Linked DNA regions of Mus musculus: region 2 is linked to region 1. A link is a contact called in public Hi-C data. All regions are on one chromosome and are shown on one strand. The core of a region is the stretch at or near the end of the contact, and the rest is flanking DNA. Distances in the headings are between cores, read along the strand shown.

Region 1 (4,496 bases), core at 1,007-3,506:
CAAACCAAACCAAACCAAACAAAGAAAGAAAATTTCTCAAAGAAACTCAAATAAAAGCCATGGTGAATACTCCCATGTCTATTAGAATGATTTTCTGAGACAAGATCTTACCATAATGACCAAGCTGCCCTTGAACGTGTAAGGCTAGAGTGCATCCTACCTCAACTCCACGGGCAGCTGTGACCACAGCCTCTGCCACGACGCTCTCGAATGCAATGGCCAGTACTGACAAGGGCACTGGGCTTCTTGGATGCTCACCTATGTGTTGCTGGGATGTAGGCTGTTACTTCTGCTAGGAAATTGGCTTGGCAGTTTTATCCCAAGGCCAACCTCTGTCATGCATGCACACACCCATGAGCACGCACAGTAAAAGGCCCTCGGGGCTTCCATCCTGAGCTAGTACTGAACTCTCTCCTGTGGTGTGAAAAAGATGGGAAGTAGTCAGGTTTGAAAAATAATCTGCGAACTTATATTTGCATGTCTGGGAATCTTTGCACTCTTGGAGGGGGGGTCTACTAGACAGCAAGAGTCTTTTACTTACACGGAGCCTTCTGCTTTCTTTGAAATGCTGCAGGAATAGCCTTCCGTGCAACAACGGTGGCTCCTGTTCCATCCCAGCACTGTTCTCTGCCTGGGAATACTCAGCAGCTGGACAATGCAACTTCTGATGTGGTAACTGACCCACCTGCTGTGTGGAGGAAACTAGTCTCCGGACTAGTCCAGCTACTAGTCAGCTTCCCAGAGTCAGAGGGCAGGCAGGAAGCATCCTCCAGTTAGCTCAAAGAACCAGTGTGCCTGGCTTCAGTCTGGCTTAGGTCTAAGGCCAGCACTCAAGGCAACATCAGGTGCTTCCAAGGTTACTGAAGCAACATGCGGCCCATGGCCAACACCCTGCGCCGGGACACTCTAGAGTCCGTGTGAGCACCAGAAGTATCCCGCACCGGAAGTATCCCACCGTTGAGCCTGGTCGCAGCAGGAGGTACAGGAGGTGTGTGAAAAGCTAATGCTGTCATGTGAGCAGTGAGGTCTTTTGCCGTCCAAACAAGGCCAAGGGGCCAAGGGAGGGTGCCAAGTCTCCATTCTGTCTCCTGAAAAAGCCTTTGACAGGCCAGCGACATAGCTCAGCGGGGGAAGGCAACTGCTGCCAAGCTTGATGACCTAAGTCCAGTCCCTGGGACCTACCTGGTAGCAGACAGGCATGGGTTCCCAAAAACTGTCCTCTGGCCTCCCCAAACATGCCATGACACACGTGTGTTTGTATGTGCACATAAACAAATACATAACTTTATTTTTTTTTTCAGAAAGAGGCCCCCACCACTTGGTGCCTGTTGACGGCCTTACTGAGCCTTAAACGAAAAGAGGGGGTTAGTGTGCAAGTCTGGCGACGGGCCAGGAGTAGGCCAGCTTGAGCAGCAGTGCCATCTCTGCCCTGCTTACTGTGTGGCCTTGGGAAACTGCCTGAGCCTCTCTGTTCCTCAGGTGGGAGTGACTGACAACTTCATACAGGCAGAGGAGGAGGAAATGTGGCCATGTTGGCCAAGTGTCTAGCAATACACTTGACCCTTAGAAAGCTCCATTTCATCTTTGGCCCTGATACTAACTCAATGACTGTCCCTTTGCCAGTCCCGTAGAGAGGAAACAAAGCTGAGGGCCTCAGGGCCCTCTAAGGCATCAGACCAGCTACAATCCAGGGTTAAATCTGGTGTGTGCGTACATTCCTATATGGGATCACGGTGGGTTCACACATCACCAGATCAAACCACTGGGCCACTCTTTTAGGGAAGGAAACAAGGAGGTTTATTCTCAATGAGGTCTGAACTATAGGAACTAAAGTCAGCAGATGTCCAAGGAAGGGATGGCCCGTAGAAAGAGTCTGTCCCCGAGAGAAGTCTAAAGTGACCAAAAACAAAAAACAAACAACTGAAGCCCAGAAAGCTGAAGGTGCCACCCAGATGTCCCAGCCCTCATGAATGTCACTGAACAAGGAAACTAGAGAGGCCTGGGCCAGATGGGATGTGGTTGCTATGGGACAAAGCCACACCTAGCAACAGCTCCCCAGTTCCAAGCCCCTATCATTCGCCTGGCAGTGATACCTCCCTAAACAGTCTGGCAGAGATCTCAAGCCGGGCCACGAACTGCCCCAGATGCTCCAGGGAACGGATGCAAAGCTTTCTGTTTTGTGTCACACCTGTGGTGACAGCTGAGTTGAAGAGAATGTTCACAGTCATTGTGCTCAGAAACCACACACACGAGTTCTATCTACCGGGGTTTCGGAATGAATCGAGGTTCCAGCTCTCCTCTCCACCTAATTGCCTGTCTGCACAGGGTAACCTTTTGATGTGAGTTTAATAATTAGTCATCATGGCCTAGTTAAAGAAAACAATGTGTTCTCCAGTGGCACTCTGTTTCCAGTGAGAGACAGAGACACTAAACGGTAACTTTCACCCTGTTTTTTTTAAAAAAAAAAAAAAAAAGGATGTTCCTCAGCTGGTCCTGCATCTGCCCAGCTGGTCCTGCATCTGCCCAGTGTATCGCCAGTTTCGGTCTTTAAGCAGCTGTGCCCCGACACAGATGCCCCTCCCCCAGTTCTGCCACATCTGGTTCACTCTATTCTGTGAGCTGGGCGCCACGATGCCTCAAGCATAGCATGACAGCAGATCCTCTTTATAACACAGACGTTTTGCCCCGGTTCCATACTCTGAAGTGCCCAGCCCCCACCTGTACCCAGCTCCGGCCACTGACCGTTTTCTCCCAGCCAACCAGCTATGCTCCCGGCTTGCCCTTTCCTGCACAGAGGAAGCGCACACCTACCTCAGGGCCTTTGCTCGGGAGAGAAATTCATGCTGGAAATAATCTGAGTGCCTAGTGAATTCCTCTCTCTCTCTCTTTCTCTGTCTCTCTCTGTGTCTCTCTCTGTCTGTCTCTCTCTGTGTCTCTCTCTGTCTGTCTCTGTCTCTGTCTCTGTCTCTGTCTCTGTCTCTGTCTCTGTCTCTGTCTCTCTCTCTCTCACACACACACACACACACACACACACCAGCTCTCGGGCCAAGCACAACTGCCTAAAGTGAAAACCTCCCAGTCACCTAGCTCCCTGTAGGAAGTATCGCCAGCTGCTGTAAACTGCAACTTCATATTAAATGTACCTTCTCTGTCGCGATGTGTCTCCTAAACACACAACAGCCTGGGCTTGAGAAGGGGTTAGCGGGCTCAGTCAGTGAAGTGCTTGTCAGGCAAACATGACCACCCATGGCAAGAGTCAGTCATGGTGGTGAATGTGCCTCACGTCGCAGGCACAGCCAGGAGGATCCCTGCAGTTCACTGGGCATCCAGCCTAGTCAAATTGGTGAACCTGGGTTCAAAGATATGGAGAAGAAGGATAGAGAAAAACGTCTGCCCTCTGCCTCTGGCCTCCTCACTCTCCTGCCCACACCCACACAGTCACATACACACACACCCATGTGTTTCACACACACAGAGATGAGATGCATAGATAAGGAAAAGGCTTTAAAACAAAGACATCTGGTACTTATCCAAAACCAACTGCCAGCTGTCCACCCCACTTAATGTTGGTCATGCACACACACAGAGACCATGAACTCAGGCCCCCCCGGGGGGGGGGGCGCTGGTTAGGCTCACCTCCCCTTCTCCCAGGAGCACTGCTCTCCAAATTGTCAAGCGTCTGCTGTCCAAATCCCCAAGCTGCCACCTCGGCCCACCCACAGCCTCTAAGACACTAATGGAGTAGGTTTAAATCTCTTCTCCCTCTCTCCCTCTCTCCCCCTTTCCCCCCCCCTCCCCTCTTCCCCCTCTCTCTCCAGTTGTCAAATGCCCAGATAACTTTGGAGGGAAGTGTGTCCCAGACTTCAGTCCCAAGGAATAAATTCCTCCCTATTGAGCTGATCTCCGGCCCATAGTAGAGACCGGGGAAGTGCTGCCCTCTGGTGGTGTATGGATGCGTAGCAGCAGCGGGCTTCCCAAATTGAGGTCAGTCGCGAGGGTCCCCTACCAGCTAGTGACCTCCTGGTCGCTGGGTACCCGTGTCAGCGCGAAGCTCCTGGTTTAGTCTTTGATGCTGCCATAACTCCTTCATTATCGGTGTTCCCAAACTTCAGACTTTTGAGTACTACCAGTTCTATTTCTGTGCCACAACTAAATGTATTTGTGAGAATAATCTACTGTAAAAGAGAGCCAAGAGGGGCTAGCAGGGTAGTTCAGTGGTGACCTCTTGCCATGAAAGCACAGTGTGCTCAGCTCAAGCCCCAACACCACAGAAACAACAACAACAAAGCAACCTGAGTTCCGGCAGTACCTGGGAAAACCAATTCCATGTGCTATGGCAGAGGAGGAAGACAGAGAAGCGGAGAACATAACTGAAGACAAAAATCGGGATTGACATTTAAAAACAAGCCTCTTGTGACGTTTGACAGCTCATCCTACAAAGGTACCCGGCACCAAGCTCTGTCATCCTGACTTTGATCTCCAGGCCTCACTTGGTG
Region 2 (4,496 bases), core at 993-3,492, 150 kb before region 1:
TCAAAGCCCCTGAGCCTCTCCAGGCTCCTCAGAGTCCATTTATTATGGGAAAGATGCAAAGTAGAACTGCCTCTCAGACCACCTGCCTCATCCTTTCCAGTTTGGGGAGCACCCTCATCCTTCCCAGTATGCTTTAGCCTCCTCTGTAGGACCCACACCCTAGTGTCCTAGCTCTCTAGTTCCCCAACTTCCCAGTCCTACAAGCCAACTTCCTCACACCAAGCTAGGTGCCCATAGGTGTTTATAAACATAGATTTTGCCATGAAGCAAAAAGATGTATTTCTGCAGCCTGGGGCACTATTCTGGCTAAAGGGTCTCAGAGTTGAACTTCTGTTTACCCCGAACATAAGCTTTGATAAGTCACCATGCCACAGTCCTAGCAAAAACATCCATAAAAGAGGAGCAAACACTCCCCTGCCTCCCTCACTGCTGCTCATGTCGAAACTGTAAATTAGCTTTCTCTGAGGAGAGGGCTCACTGTGGGCACACAGTTACCCCACTTTGCTTTGTGGGTCTCTTTAACTACTCTACAAGCTAGATATTAACACTCCCATTTTACAGTAGAAAGTGAGACCAAGAGAGGTCAATGAATCCAGTCACGGTCACATGTGCAGAACTGGGAAGCCACCGGAGCACAAGGGATAGACTGCCCACCAGGCTCTACCCTTCCTGAGGAACTGACAGGAAGGTAAGGCCAGGCCTGGCTGAGGCACAACCTCACTCCTGGGCCTTCCTTCCCATCAGAGCCTCAGACTTGGAACGTATGGAAGGCAGAACCACTATAAGTGCCCTTGTGAGCTGCGATCACGTGGCAGAGGATGCTGGGTAGGAAGGGATTCGTATCTCCAATGGGCTAGAAAAGATCAGGAGGCATCCTTCACTAGGTTTGTGATTTTTCTAGGGACTTTCTTGGCACATTTGAAAGCAAGATAATTTCACGAAAATCTTTCTAATTTCAACGCCTACCCTAATCTGATTTTCACCGAGTAAGTGCGCTCCCTTGGCTCATCTTTCTGATGCCTGATCCGGACACATCCGGGGCAGACGCAACCTCAGCAGCATGGGAACCTGACTAACACTTCTCTAGCTACTGTGCGCTGTGTGCCAGACACAGGAATATGCTCTCTGGGTACCAATGCATCTTAGTTACTCTTACCCACATCCCTCTGAGGGATGTCTTAAAGATGCCATGGAGTCTTGGAAGAGCTGGTTACATTTTCAAAGCCCACACTTTTCATGTTAGCACCCCGATGAGCCCGTCTCACCGACATTTCCTTACTGCAGTCTCAGTTGATTTGACAATAGTCTCAAAGCCACTGACTGATGACCTCATCTCCGGGTCTCTTCTGAATTGGTGTGACTTAACCAGATAGCAAAGGACTCGCTAGCAGTATGGGCAGACATTGTCCCTTCTGGGTATTCCTGGGCACGTGGTAGAGGAGGAAAATATCCAGGTGACAAGAGATAACCTGGAAAGTTCCTCAGAGGTGCCCACTCACAGATATAGAAGATTAGGGAGAGAGCAAACCACCCACCCCATGGCACAGAGCGAGAGGCTACACAGACACTAGATTCAGGCTCCCGAGCCTTCAGAAGCTTAGAGCCCAATGCCATTCTAGGTGGTCGCTATGTGTGGCCATGTTTCTCTTGTTCATAGGGTAAGCTCGCACACTGCAATGAGCACATACGTAAATCCAGGGGCTCTTTGACTCTCCTCCAGTATAAAGCCAAGCCCTACAGGGCATAGTCATTTTGAGATGGGCTGGGAGAGGGGGAGGGGCTCCATTTTTATGAAAACCCTTGAAATTACATTACCAACACACTGCCAGCCCCTCCCCCACCCCACCCCACCTCCTCTTATCGTTCCCACCCCATTTTGAAAGGGTGAATGTTCCCTGGGATTCAATTTTGCTCATAATAGTTGGAAGGAAACAAACTATAGGCTGTAAACACTGACTGCATTGTATGAGAAATACCTTTATGATGGGGAGCTGAGATGAATACCGCCCAAGTTCCTCCACTAAGCACGTCCCCTAATGTCTCCTATCGAAACATCTCACACAGGCAGGAATCTAGAGCTTTAACGTAAATGTATTTTTAGCCACCAGAATGCAAAATTAAGACTGGAGAGATGTAAGCACCAGCTCTCTGCAGTTTTCTTCAGTGAAGCCTGGGAGACTCGTGCATTTTTCTGAGCCCGTGCTTCGGAAGGGTGTGTGCACATCAGCTCCCCGTGACACACTCCATTTTCTCCCTGTACATAGGGTGGGGTTTTATTTCCTCCCTGCATTTTACTCTCCAGCTGGGAGATGACATTAAATTTCATCAGATCCAAAGCAAATCTATGGTCTTGAAGCCGTTTTTTTTCTCCTTTCAGGCCCCTCATATTTATTCAGAATTCATGAATCATGTTCCAATAACACAGCCGTAATTATTTTTAAAGTGTGATGCTTGTGGCTTCAACAGGAAATGGTTGCAAAAGCCCTTTTCTCTTTGATTGTTTGTAATCTCGGGCGTAATCGCTGCCGTTGCCTTCTCAGCACCGCAGCGGGCGAAACACAATTTCATTTTAATCTGAATCTCGAGCCTTCACCCCAGTTTTAATTAAAGCAATAAGAGCCATGTCATCTTTGCCCTTTGCAATGTACACAGACTCGGAAGCCAGAGTGACTAAGCGTACAGCCTCAGATTTCAACCCTGGCGGCAAGGCCTCCTGCCTACCCACCCGTACATTTACTGGGAAGTGGTTTGGTTTCACAAAACCTCAACCACTGAGGCGTTTTCCTCACCTGTTAGATGGGGGACAGCTGTGCCTAACTAACGAAGGCTGTGTGGTGTGAAGCAGACCTTTGACTCCAGTGCCTAAGCCCTGGGAAGCTCACAGCAAATGTTAAAGCCCATCAATTATTTTTAATTTAGTGTGTGTGAATATTTTGCTGTCACGTATGGCTTTACACCACATGCGTGCCTGGTGCCCTTGTCATAAGAAGGCAAGGACATCAAATCCCCTGCAACTGGAGTTACAGATGGTTGTGAGCCGCCTCATAGGTGCTGGGACTTGAACCCGAGATCCTCAGCAAGAGCAACCAAGGGTTTTTAACTGCCAAGTCATTTCTCTACTCCATTTTGTGTGCGTAGCAGGGAGGGGACAAATGCAACACCCTCTCCTGATTATTAATGGGGAAACTGAGGCTCAGCAAGAAAACAATATAGGCAAAGGGAACTGAATGAGGCAAAAACTTGAGATCCAAGTTTCTGCCTTTTTCCCTATTCTGGGCATCCACCACTGCCCCCTACTGGAAGGAGGCTTCCAATAAAAAGCTATGAGGACCAGTCTACACTCTCCACAACAATGTATAAAATGTGTTTTCCTGAAGGACTTTGAGGGAATGTGCGTCATCAAGCCTTGGGATTTGTTGTCAGCCAGATAGATGAAAAAAAAAAAAATAGCAGCTTTAGTTTTTCTTTTGTGTATTTTCTTTCGGTAAATGGTTGGCTCGGATCTCCTTCCCTTCTCCACTGTGGGTTTGAATTGATTTCTCGTAAGTCTTATGTACTAAGGAAGTTGGTCCTCAACTTCGAGTATCCGTGCCCAGTTTCCCACCTGCATCTCCTCTCTGGTGTTCTGGTATTGCAAACGCCATTTCAAGTTAGGGTGTGGTCTAGTTTTTAAACCTTTTCTTCTAAAGCTTCCACTAGAAGCATCTTCCTGCCAACAGGAACGTGTAGTAAAGGTACACTTATTGGTTCACTTCTGATTTCTCAGCCCATTTAAAGCTTTAATTGATTAGAAACCTTGCCTTTAATTTTTTTTAAAGACACTTTTGTGTCGCCCAGGCTGACCTTGAACTCGCTATTCAGCTGACTACGACCTTGAACGTAGAATCCTCTTGCCTCTATCTCTAGAGTTCTGTGCTGCTCTGCCCGATTTTAATTTTATCATCTCTGGACAGGAAAGGGGCTGTGGATCCAACACCATCTTTCCCTAACCTTCTGTCCTTAGAACACTCTGCCTGTGGCTTCTAAGGCTCTATGGAAGGACATAGAAAGATTCTATGTCAAAACAGAACAAAAAAATGGCAGGGGGATCATTACTTGGCGCTCTCTTATCTTACGTTTCATTTATCCTCCCAGGGCTTTGATCCACAAGCCCAGAAGTCACAATTTTACATAATGGCTCCTGACTTGGACAGCCATCTAACTGCTTTTAAATGGGCCTCTCAAATGTCAAATGACCAAGTCCCATCTCATCAAGCCTGCCCTTCCCCAAAGCAGAAGATGGCACAGCCACACTACATTCTGGGAGTTGCCCATCTCTCTTCCTCCCTTCTTTCTCTACATCTAGTAGTCTCAAAATCAGATAGCTTGATTTACAAAATCACATCTCAGACCACCTACGTGTCTCCATTTCTTCTGCCTGTAGTATAATCTTGGATCCTTCATTTGCCTAAAGCATACCCAACCTCAATCTCCCTGTGTCCACTCCTGCTACTGAG

Evidence for each region. A called contact is a pair of places that touch in the nucleus more often than the background predicts.
Region 2: a contact with region 1 is called in a Hi-C map of pre-pro-B cells, with 3 times the contacts expected there. The contact joins two enhancer-like sites. A contact is called at or near these places in 11 of 39 promoter capture datasets (the 3T3-L1 cell line, the C10 cell line, the HPC-7 cell line and 5 more), 2 of 15 datasets of contacts at CTCF or cohesin (CD8 T cells and large pre-B cells), 16 of 484 Hi-C or Micro-C datasets (B cells, CD8 T cells, DN3 thymocytes and 11 more) and 7 of 115 datasets of contacts at active chromatin or transcription factors (CD8 T cells, SST interneurons, bone marrow-derived macrophages and 3 more).

Annotation. Positions count from the first base shown.
Region 1 is chr2:163,101,176-163,105,671 of GRCm38.p6, reverse strand. No RefSeq gene overlaps it. Among named protein-coding and RNA genes, the nearest start is that of Gtsf1l, 14 kb to the right of the region's middle. Within about 2 kb of position 2,256, at least 44 of the 459 cell types and tissues checked have an H3K27ac peak or open chromatin away from gene starts, as enhancers often do. A contact at or near this core is called in DN3 thymocytes, the N1E-115 cell line, Th1 cells and 1 more, where this site is marked.
Region 2 is chr2:163,251,632-163,256,127 of GRCm38.p6, reverse strand. All of the region lies in intron 2 of Tox2 (TOX high mobility group box family member 2), which reads right to left. Among named protein-coding and RNA genes, the nearest start is that of Tox2, 51 kb to the right of the region's middle. Within about 2 kb of position 2,242, at least 84 of the 459 cell types and tissues checked have an H3K27ac peak or open chromatin away from gene starts, as enhancers often do. A contact at or near this core is called in DN3 thymocytes, the N1E-115 cell line, Th1 cells and 1 more, where this site is marked.